Regions from separate parts of the Rattus norvegicus genome. Here region 1 is linked to region 2. The links are chromatin contacts, called in public Hi-C maps. All regions are on one chromosome and are shown on one strand. The core of a region is the stretch at or near the end of the contact, and the rest is flanking DNA. Distances in the headings are between cores, read along the strand shown. Region 1 holds the start of Abhd10 (abhydrolase domain containing 10, depalmitoylase). Region 2 overlaps Plcxd2 (phosphatidylinositol-specific phospholipase C, X domain containing 2).

Region 1 (4,745 bases), core at 2,224-4,723, 240 kb after region 2:
AATGAGGGGGAAAGATCAGTACTGTAGCAGGTATTTTTTTTTTTCATCTGTGATTTCTGCAGACGTTCTCCTTCAATGCTAGTGATCTTAAACATTAAAAGGCAATTGTTAAGGTTTGGTTGCTTAATGTAAAGATACAATTTGTCTGTATTGTACCTTCTTCATAGGATTGTAAGGGTGTTCTAATCATTTTGCATGTCATAAATCTTTTAGATGTGTATGTGTGTTAAATGTATGGAGTTTGGATTAAACTGTTGACCTGATTCACATTTGAAAATCTCTCTCTCTCTCTCTCTCTCTCTCTCTCTCTCTCTCTCTCTCTCTCTCTCTCTGTAATTAACTATCTGTAACATAACAGAGTGCATTAATCCCTACAGTTAATGGTAGAATCTCCATAAAGATTTATTTGTGCTGACATTGTGATTGGAAATTCATAAACTAAAGTAATTGGAAGCATCCCTGGGCACATTACTGACAAAATGAGGTGAATACTGAAAATCCTTACACATTACTCTTAGATTTTGTATAAATTAGTTATCACTAAGGTCTTCCTGCCTGGAAGAGAAGATGCTATAATGCAAAATAAAACTCTGAGGCCTCATTTGGTGGGCACCTCTTTCTTCTGGATGTCAAAAAGAAAAGTTATCATCAAACACAAAACAGACAAACAAACAAAAAACTTCTTTCATTTTTGTATGCTGATGCAGGGAACAAGCAGTGCCCCAAAATGCCCTTACAGGAAATAAACTGTTCTACTTCAAGCCCATCACTGTCACGGAAAGTATTTTGACAGTGCTGCCAAGCCTCCTAGGTTCCTGGTTTGCTTTGCTGGTAAGTGTGAATCAGGAAGGAATCCATGGGTTACCCCCTTTCTGTGTGTCTATACAATATTTTCTTCATCTTGTTTAGTCACATGACTTTTAAAATGCTGCTGCATATAAAGTACGGGAGACCTTCAAAAAATAGAGCAAGAAAGGGATGGAGGCTAACAATATTTGCAATTACCAAAGAGCCACAAGTACAGGTGTCGACTGTCAAAATACAAAGAGTGGGGTAGCATTCATTGGACGTCATCACCTTTGTGATTCAGTCCTCTGGAGTCTACCTCCACCCTGGCGGAGAACAGGCAAAATTATGTCCCATTTGCTATAGTGTATCTTGAAAGAGACTGTCTCTCTCTGTGGACTGTGAAAACTCCAGTTCTGCCAGTGGCCATGGCTCATAGCAATGACTTGAGTGACAGTGACAGGAGAGGGGGAAGGGAGAGGTATTCATCTCATTTTAGCAGATCCAGGTGGGTACCTGGCTATTTTGTGCAGTAATGATCTCTCTTAGTGAGGTTTCCAGGCTGTCCCCAGGCCCTGGGAGTTCTTGTAACCAAACAGAGGTCATACGACTATAATTTATTTCTTAGTGTTTTATCTTATTTTCAGGCAAAGCGGACATTAATTAGTTACCTTACGAATGGGGCGTAGAGAAATGACACTAAATCAAACTGATTAAAAAAAAGAAAAAGACTTGCTAGGGCTAGAAGCAAGTCAGCTTCAGTCACATGGTTCCTATATGGAAGCTCCCAAGGAAAAGGTCTATTTTGTCTTTCTCCATCAAGTTTCACTAGCCTGACCTAACATTCCGTGTTCTTAAGACTCCAAAGACGTGCCTGTTTCACGGTACCTACGCTTTGCTTTTATCTTTGGCACCAACGACTGTTCCCAAATCTCTAAAAGATATCCAATTTTGCTTCTGTCCTTGCAATAAATGGCATGACCAAAGACAACCTAATGGAGGGAAGAGTTTATTTGACTTACTGGCAACTGTTCATCACTGAGGAAATATTGCTTACTAAATTGTTTCCAGACTCACATTCAACATCTTACACAGACAGCTCTGGCCCATCTGCCAGGGGATGGCACTGCCCACAGCGGGCTAGGACCACCTACATCAATCAACAATTGAGAAAATGCCCCCACAGATGTGCCTACGGGCCAATCTGATGGATGGGACAATTGTCCAATTGAGAACCCTCCTTCCTAGGTGCTCAAGTTGGCAACACTAACCAAGACAAATAACGTGGTTTTACATAAAAGCATATTTTACAAAGTATAATCATTTCCAGCACAGTAGACAAGATAAAAGCCTATACTTAATGAGACTTGAGGCCCCTGAAATTATTTTGAAGGATGTCAGAATCCAAAGACCCTAGTATCACAATTTCTTGAATTATTTTTCTATTGCCACTGATTACTACACACACACACACACACACACACACACACACACACACACACACACACCTTGCTTTTGTCTTTACAAAAACTGTTCTTTTAAGATAATACACAGCCTTATGAACTCATGTTGAAGGGAGTCTAGCCAGCTTGAGCAGGCAAAGATGACTTTGGAAGTCCTTGCCCTTCTCATTCATTTCCTCTGCTTTGCTGGAAACTGTAGCCCCCAAGGTCTATTTCCTTATTTGGCCACTTCCTGCCCACTACCAAGTCTGAAAATCAAAGTATTTAAGTCCAGCAAAAAGCCCCCTGTGGCTGTCTTAGTCCTAATTAATATGTCCAATCAAAATTAAACACCTCATCCTAGCATGGGTCTTATCCTTTTACCTTTATAATCTGCCCTTTTCCTATGGACCGCATCTGTCTTCTCTCTATCCAGAGGCAGTCCTATGTCCCCCATCTGGAACAAATACCCCTTCCTCCTCTCTTGTTTCCTCCTCTTTCTCTCTCATCCCCCATGTCCAGAATTTGTCTTTTACTCCCTGCCCTTTGTGTCTGTGGGACAAATCTCTATGTGGTGGGAACTTGGTCTAGGGGTCCCTTCAGTGTTCTTTTTATTTAGGATAGTCATAAAAGGAATGGTAGTTCAAAGAGTACTGAAAAGTATGTGCATAATAAACAAACATGGCCAGATTGCCTGACAAAAGACTTTAGGTTTTCACCCATAGAGCAACCATATGTGAATGAGTGTTTTCAGTACTTTTACTTGTGGCTGCTCATTTGAATGTTTAGCAATCTGGTGAGTGGGAAAATGTTTGGGAGAGAGCAAAGAATGTTTGATGCGACTCCAATAATGTGACTGGCCTCTTGAATTTTTACCCCCATAGGAGTAATCAAAGAAGCCTAGCAAATTTTATCACAGGTCTTTGGGTCCTCCGGATGGTAACACGGTTTCCCATTTACAAACGCTCCATTTGACCATAGCTCCTCTCTGAGATTTCTGCAGCTTACTGCGATGAAAAACGGCCAAGGACGCCTAATGTCACAAGCCAAATGCCCTTTGGGGTACACAGAACAAACTAGTCGAGACAGCCACACGCCAGACAGCACCCTTGCGCATGCGTCTCCTCGGGAGAAACAAATCCCACGTGATGCAAGTTAGCAACCTCCGCCTTCCTGCGGACTGCGCGTGCGTGACCTCGGGACCGCGCGACCGGTGCACGTCTGTAGCGGGCGCAGGGGTAGCTGGGAAGATGGCTGCCTGGGTACCTTGTCGGAAGTGGGGCTGGGCGGCTGTGTCCTTCGGCCGGCACCGAGGCCTGATCGCGTCACTTGCTCGGAAGCCCCCATGGGCATGGTGGCTCTCAGGTTAGTGTAGGGGAAGGTGGGGTACTGGGGTTCTTTCGAAGGCCTGGCGATCGTCCAGTGCCCGCCTTGCGGGCTCGGCGCGCCATTCAAAACTGCTCTGGCTTTCTCGGCACTGAACACTTCTGGGGAAGGCTGGGAGAGTCTACTCTTCTGCTGAGGCTCTGGGGCGTTCTTGGAGGTCCTTGTGTTTACATTGCGATTTAAGGAGCTCCTGCGTTCTCTGAATCAAACCTCAAGACCAGAAAAGAAAAGTTAAGATGTGCATTTGATGTATTTGAATATTAACTGCTTCTAGGGCTTTACCATATTGTGTCAAATGTTTGGCCTTGCCAGTCGCGGACTTAAGGAAACAAAGTATGTATATACAAGTAAATGCCATCTTTGGACCTAACATCTGATTTTTCTTGTTGAAAAAATTGGAATTACTCTACAATGGAAACTAAAATTTGGATCAATAATATTACATACATAGAATACATGATTTGTGTGTGTATAGTTATCCTTGAATAATATCCTTGGAATAGTAATGCCATTATATAAATTAACATGTTTAATTTTTTTAAAGTATGTAATCAGATTAGCTTAACACTGTACACACACAAAAAAAGAGTATTATGTAATGCTAGGAAGTATAGTTAGTTAACAAGAGGAACATATTTTTTTATCTCTTTAGCAGTATTCATTAACAGTGTATACATTAGGCTTTCAGCTAATCTATATTATATATAGATTGAAGGTTGAATCTGTTGTTTTACAGCTAACAAACATCAATTCAGTGTAACCGCCTGAAATGAAATTTGTTGGGGGGGTTATGCCTGAAACGGGATAAAAAAAGTAGTTTGAGTGTTTAATTAAAGAAATGGGATATGAACATTAATGTTGATACAATCTATTGACCAGCATAAACTGATCCCCAGAAACCCTGTTTTAAATCCAGTTTTAAAGTTGGTGCATTTTTCCATACACTAAACGTTTGAATCTATTTGACACAAATAAGGGAAAACTTCAAAACTTTTGATTCTTTGTGTGTGTTTGGGGGCAGGGTATGGTTTGTGAGACAGGGTTTCACCACCTAGCCTCTTGTCTTTCCTACAACTCAGTGTACAGAACAAGCTGACCTGGAAATTGTAGTGGTCCCCCCCTGCCTGTGGC
Region 2 (5,066 bases), core at 1,500-3,999:
TTGGGTCGATTGGTTGATTAGTTGGTATCTTGAGACAGTTCAGGCTGGCCTTGAACTCACAATCTTCCCATCTTTTGTTCCCTGATACTGGAATTAAAGGTTTACATATTTAGCTTCATGCTCCAGAAGAAGTTTGCACACACACACAGACTCCCCTTCCCCCTCCCTCCCCTCTTCCTTTCCCCTCCCCCTTCTTCCCCTCCCCTCCCCCCCCCCCACACCTTAAACTGTGGAGATAGTTCAGCTAGTACAATTCTTGTCTTGCAAGCATGAAGATCTGATTTCCAGAACCCCTGCAAAAACAATCCTGAGCACAGTGAGCCCACACAATCCCAGAATCCAACACTGGCAAACCTAACTTAATTGGCAAGTTCCAGGCCAGTAAGAATGAGAGCCATACAAGCACATACACATGTACCTACACACAATTTTATCTACACACATATCAATACACGTGCTCACAACATTTATCTTGATTTTCTTCTCATAACAATAGTAAAGCTTTGAGGATGAAAAAAAAAACCATAAAACACTATTTTGAAAAGCTGTGGATTCTAGGCGTAGTATATGAATAGTGCTCTAAGAATCTTTCAACACTTTGCTAAAATGTTTACATTATTCCATAAATACTCACTATATTTTGATACTATGACAAGCACTCTGAGCCAATGTCTCTGAGTGATTTTTTGTTCGTTTGTTTGTTTTGGTTTTTGTGACACACACCCATGGTGATCCTCTTACTGCCCACACAGCTGGGTGGGATACTCACTGTTTAAGAAGCATTAAATGCAGGCTGCTATGCTCCAAGGTAGGGACTGTGAGATCGTCCTCCATGAGTTTGTTCTTCTTGAGTACCATGCCACGGCTCCAAAGACTATCTTGGGATAGAATTAAGCCTGATATACAGATAAACAAGGATGACCTAGTCATTTTGTATGAGATGATAGTCTTTGTCCTGGGCACCAGTGAATGATGGATAAAGGCTGTCAAGAAAGCATATTACATGTATATGAACATTTGGGTATATATGTAGATTGTGTATGTGTATTTGTATGTATGTGTATACGTATTTGTACATGTATGTGTATAATGCATATATGTATATGATATATGTATATAGAGGGATACTATAAATATACTTTTCAGTAGGCTATCCTTTGAAATACAAGTTTAAGAAACTAATGTATTTCTAAAAATGATAATGTTTTCTAAAAATGGTATTTACAAGAATCTATTTAGTTCTTGAGTACTGGGTGCTGACTGGAATTTGGATAGTGAAAGTTGTGTTCAGTCACATCACATGCCCAGTCACATGTCCAGACAGTCACATGTCCAGACAGTCACATGCCCAGTCACAGTCATTTGGTTCTGAGTTTGAGAGCATTTCAGATAATAGCCATGTGCCTGGTCAGGAGTTTAAAAGGCAATCAACAACTGTACTCTTCCTTCGTACTGAGAACTCCTGATAATGTCAACCATGGACAGAACCGAGGGCTCCTTTCCAGGTAGCCCTTCTAAGTCTCAACAGAATTAACCGTATTCAGCTGGAAACAAAGCAACCCATGGGCAGGCCATGGTGCTGCACACCTGCAATCCCAGCATTTGGAAGGCTGAGGCAGGGGAATTGTGAGCTCAAAGCCAGGAAAAGCTATGACGAGGCTAGATGGTAACACTCTGGGGACAAGGGTATGGTAGAGTGAAACCCTGACTGACTGCAATCCTCCTGACTCAGTCTCCAGGAGTGTTGGGATTATAAGTGTGAGCGACTATGTCTGGCAACCAGACGAAAAATCAAAACAAACAAAAACCTTAATCCAGTGTGATACCTCTTAAAAGAACCTAGAATTATACATATTCAAGTTCCTGTTCCATTTTCCTCTTTCTTTTAATAAATTTGTAGCTTAACATTATTTACTCATGCAATAAAGTCAAGTTTTCTGTAGGTCAAGCAAAACAGAATGAGTACCAGGGAAGAGGCAGGTGGAGAGACACCGAGGAATCCTGTAGCTGTTGCTCCAAAAAACACAGTCCTTCAGCAAAATCTAACATGAACATTTCTATAGACCTGAGGGAAAACCAGTCTACTGCAAATCTCTCTGGGCAGCTAAGAGAGACTATTTCACAGGAAGGATAGGTCTTTTATTCTGAATAAAATGTGACTTCTTTGCAAATGATTTTATTTGACTCTTAAATCCAGGCCAGTGTCTTGAAGTGGAGAAGGGACGCACCATCTAAGGCCCTTGTGTGTCCTCACGTAAGACAATACTCAGGGAAGCCAAGTGATCCAGCACAGCAGATTACAGCTACGATTACACAGAGCTCCTGTGAGAGCTGAGAGCCTGTCAGGACTGCAGGGCTTCTGTCTGTGTAGTCCTGGGCACTGATGTGAGCAGAGAGGATGTCTGAGTTTAGTTTGTCAGTGTTCCCAGAGCCATGATTGAGTTAGTAGTGCCTGGAACTGGTCAGTTCACACTGGTTACAGTTGGTAACCCACAACATCACTATTCTTCTCCTATCGTGCTTCCTCAGTCTTGCTGCCACTGAATTTCAGACTCTCTGTTCAGTGGTAATGAAGACAGCATGAGCACAAAGGCAAGGTCTTCCAGCTGGCAGTGAGAATGTGCCCCTTAGATGAGTAACTCTCTTGGCATCCTAGCCCTTCAGGTCATGGGCGTGTTAGGGGTGTGCTCCTACATTCCTGTGCCTACACATCAGTGGAAGAGGACCATGGCTCTGGTTAGGACTTTGTTCCAAAGTACCAGCAAATAACATGACTCTCATTTCATCACTGAGTCATCTCGGACTCTCCCCCTCAGCAACCTGAAAGCTGTCTGGACTGGCTGAACCCTGAATGGTTGTACAGAGGTGCTATGTAGCTGAAGACCCAGTGTGTCTTCCTGATGGTGACCAGGTAGTTTTCTTGTTGGGAAGGTAATGCCCAATTTTCGGATGAGCTTTGAACATGAGAATGTTTTTCACTTTGTTTCATCATCCCGGAAGGAAGCCACAAACACAGATAGACAATTCAGACTGAATTTCTGTTGTAGTTTTCCTCAGACTGGAAGACACCTGATCCATAGTACCACAGTGAGTCAGGACGCAGTCAGGAGGCCTGGAGTTGAAGCTGTCCCTATTAATGTCACTGAATTATGTTCTCTCTCTTCAAATCCTTCTATTAAAATAATAACCTAACTAGGTGTGGTGGTGCATACCTTAGACCTAGCACTCCAGAGGCAGAGGCAGACAGAACTTTGTGAGTTCAAGGCCACCCAGACCTATGTACTGAGCCCCTGCTTCAAATAAAATAAAACCTTAATCTGAAGGTGAGTAAATTTGGAGAAATTGTGTGTTGAAGGGGGAATTAAGTTGAAAGGCCATTACAGTGGGTTCTAATCTACACACACTGATGTCGAAACGACATTTAAACCCAAAGACAATAGAAGCTAAGTATGGCAGCACCGTAAACCTGTAATCCCAGCACTCAGATAGGCCAGGGGACATTCAAGGTCATCTTTGAATATGTAATACGATCTCCCAAAGCAAACAAAAAGCAAGAGACTACAGGAATATGTGTGCCCACACAGAGAAAATGATACATGGGGTGCTGGGGGAGGGGCGTGGGGAGGAGGAAATCACCTGCAAGCCAAGAATAAGGGTTCAGAAAGAATCCTGCCCAGTAGCATCTTAACCTTGAGTTTGCAGCCTCTAGAACAGAGGGAAATAACTCCAGTTCTTTGAAGTCAGCAGTGTATGTGTTGTTATGACAGCGCACCTGAGCTAGCACAGTCCCCTGCACAATGGGATGTCCCTGCACAAGTTCTTGAGGTCTCTGAGACGAGTTTTTCTTCACCATGTGAATTGGAAAGTATGGATTTATAGTCTGCAAAGGGTTGGGGTTGCCTCCAGGTGTCAAGTATCATTTCCCCAGATTGACCAGCAGATGGCGCTGGCTCTCCAAACATAGGCTCTGACCAGGGATCTTTTGAATCCCTGAGTGTACCAGGCTCGCTACCACTGCGTCCTTCCTGTGGACTGCAGTGAAATTTGGTCTTTTGTCTCTGAGAGTTCTGTGCTTTTCAGACCCTATTCCCAACACCTTGTTATGTGGCTATATAAGGAATTTCCTATCCCTACTCCCCCAAATGTTTCTCTCTCTACCTTTTTACTCTTTTGTTTATGATCCCTTTTCTTGGCCAAATACATGACATGGCTATAAGCAACCATGGCTCTGAACACTTTCCATGTACTATCTTTCTGACCCATCCTGTTTCACAGGGAAGAGCAGCCGAGGGACAAGGAATTCTAGTAAATTCAGATCTTCAAGAGAGAGAGAGAGTCCCAGCTAAAAATAGAAGAACTTTTATCAGTCACAACCAGCTAATAATAAAAAAAAAAAAAGTGAATTGGTCAATGATACTGTTTCAGCCTATAGCTGTGTAGTCTCTGCTAACTGAGAGAAGAGCTGAGGTCTTAACATCATTCTGGAAGACCAAGAAATGAGGCTACATCATGGTAGAGCAAGGGTAGCTTCAACGGAGGATAGAAATGGGAGGATGGGGAGATAGACAGAGAGAGCATGAGTAAGAGAAGAGGGGGGGCTTGGATGTTAGCTAGAGCGAATCCCACCCAAAGGATTCCCAGTCATGCAATCAACTGTAAGGCCGTTTCTAACTCCCTTTGCTGGGTATTCAGGGAGCTGTTTACTGTGATGCAAGACAGCCAGCTGCTTTACCTGCTCTTCTCTTCCTCTGTGGTTCCTCACACTTAGGCCACTTTAGCTTGAAAGTGTTATTTACATCACAAGCTCTGAGCCTCTGTCACACCGGAAGTCTTCTGTTTATAAAATAGCCCCAGCAACTCTACTCAAGGGATAGCTGATTAAATATCAATCTATTAAGGAGCCACGAACAGTACTAGGATAACTAGCCCTGTGGAAAGTGAATCCTGACCCTTACTCTATGCCTTTTGTCAAAATTAACTGCTGGGAGTTTTTTAAAAAGTAAAATAAAGGTGAATTGCCTGAAGCTTTCAGGAGTAAATGGGGAAGGAAATCTTTGTGAATTGTA

The links. Hi-C and Micro-C count contacts between places; a contact is called where the count stands out from the background.
Region 1: a Hi-C map of Schwann cells shows a contact between it and region 2, with 5 times the contacts expected there. The contact joins the promoter of Abhd10 here to the enhancer-like site in region 2. A contact is called at or near these places in 9 of 12 Hi-C or Micro-C datasets (the A7r5 cell line, Schwann cells, frontal cortex and 6 more) and 1 of 1 datasets of contacts at active chromatin or transcription factors (oligodendrocytes).

The regions. Positions count from the first base shown.
Region 1 is chr11:68,540,462-68,545,206 of GRCr8, forward strand. It overlaps Abhd10 (abhydrolase domain containing 10, depalmitoylase), which reads left to right and starts at 3,474. Exons shown (of 5, transcript NM_001123352.1): 1 at 3,474-3,593. The coding sequence starts at 3,479. Phldb2 (pleckstrin homology-like domain, family B, member 2) reads left to right here. Exons shown (of 16, transcript XM_063270861.1): 16 at 1-263.
Region 2 is chr11:68,303,527-68,308,592 of GRCr8, forward strand. All of the region lies in intron 3 of Plcxd2 (phosphatidylinositol-specific phospholipase C, X domain containing 2), which reads left to right. Among named protein-coding and RNA genes, the nearest start is that of Phldb2, 16 kb to the right of the region's middle. Within about 2 kb of position 2,750, at least 11 of the 93 cell types and tissues checked have an H3K27ac peak or open chromatin away from gene starts, as enhancers often do. A contact at or near this core is called in the A7r5 cell line and Schwann cells, where this site is marked.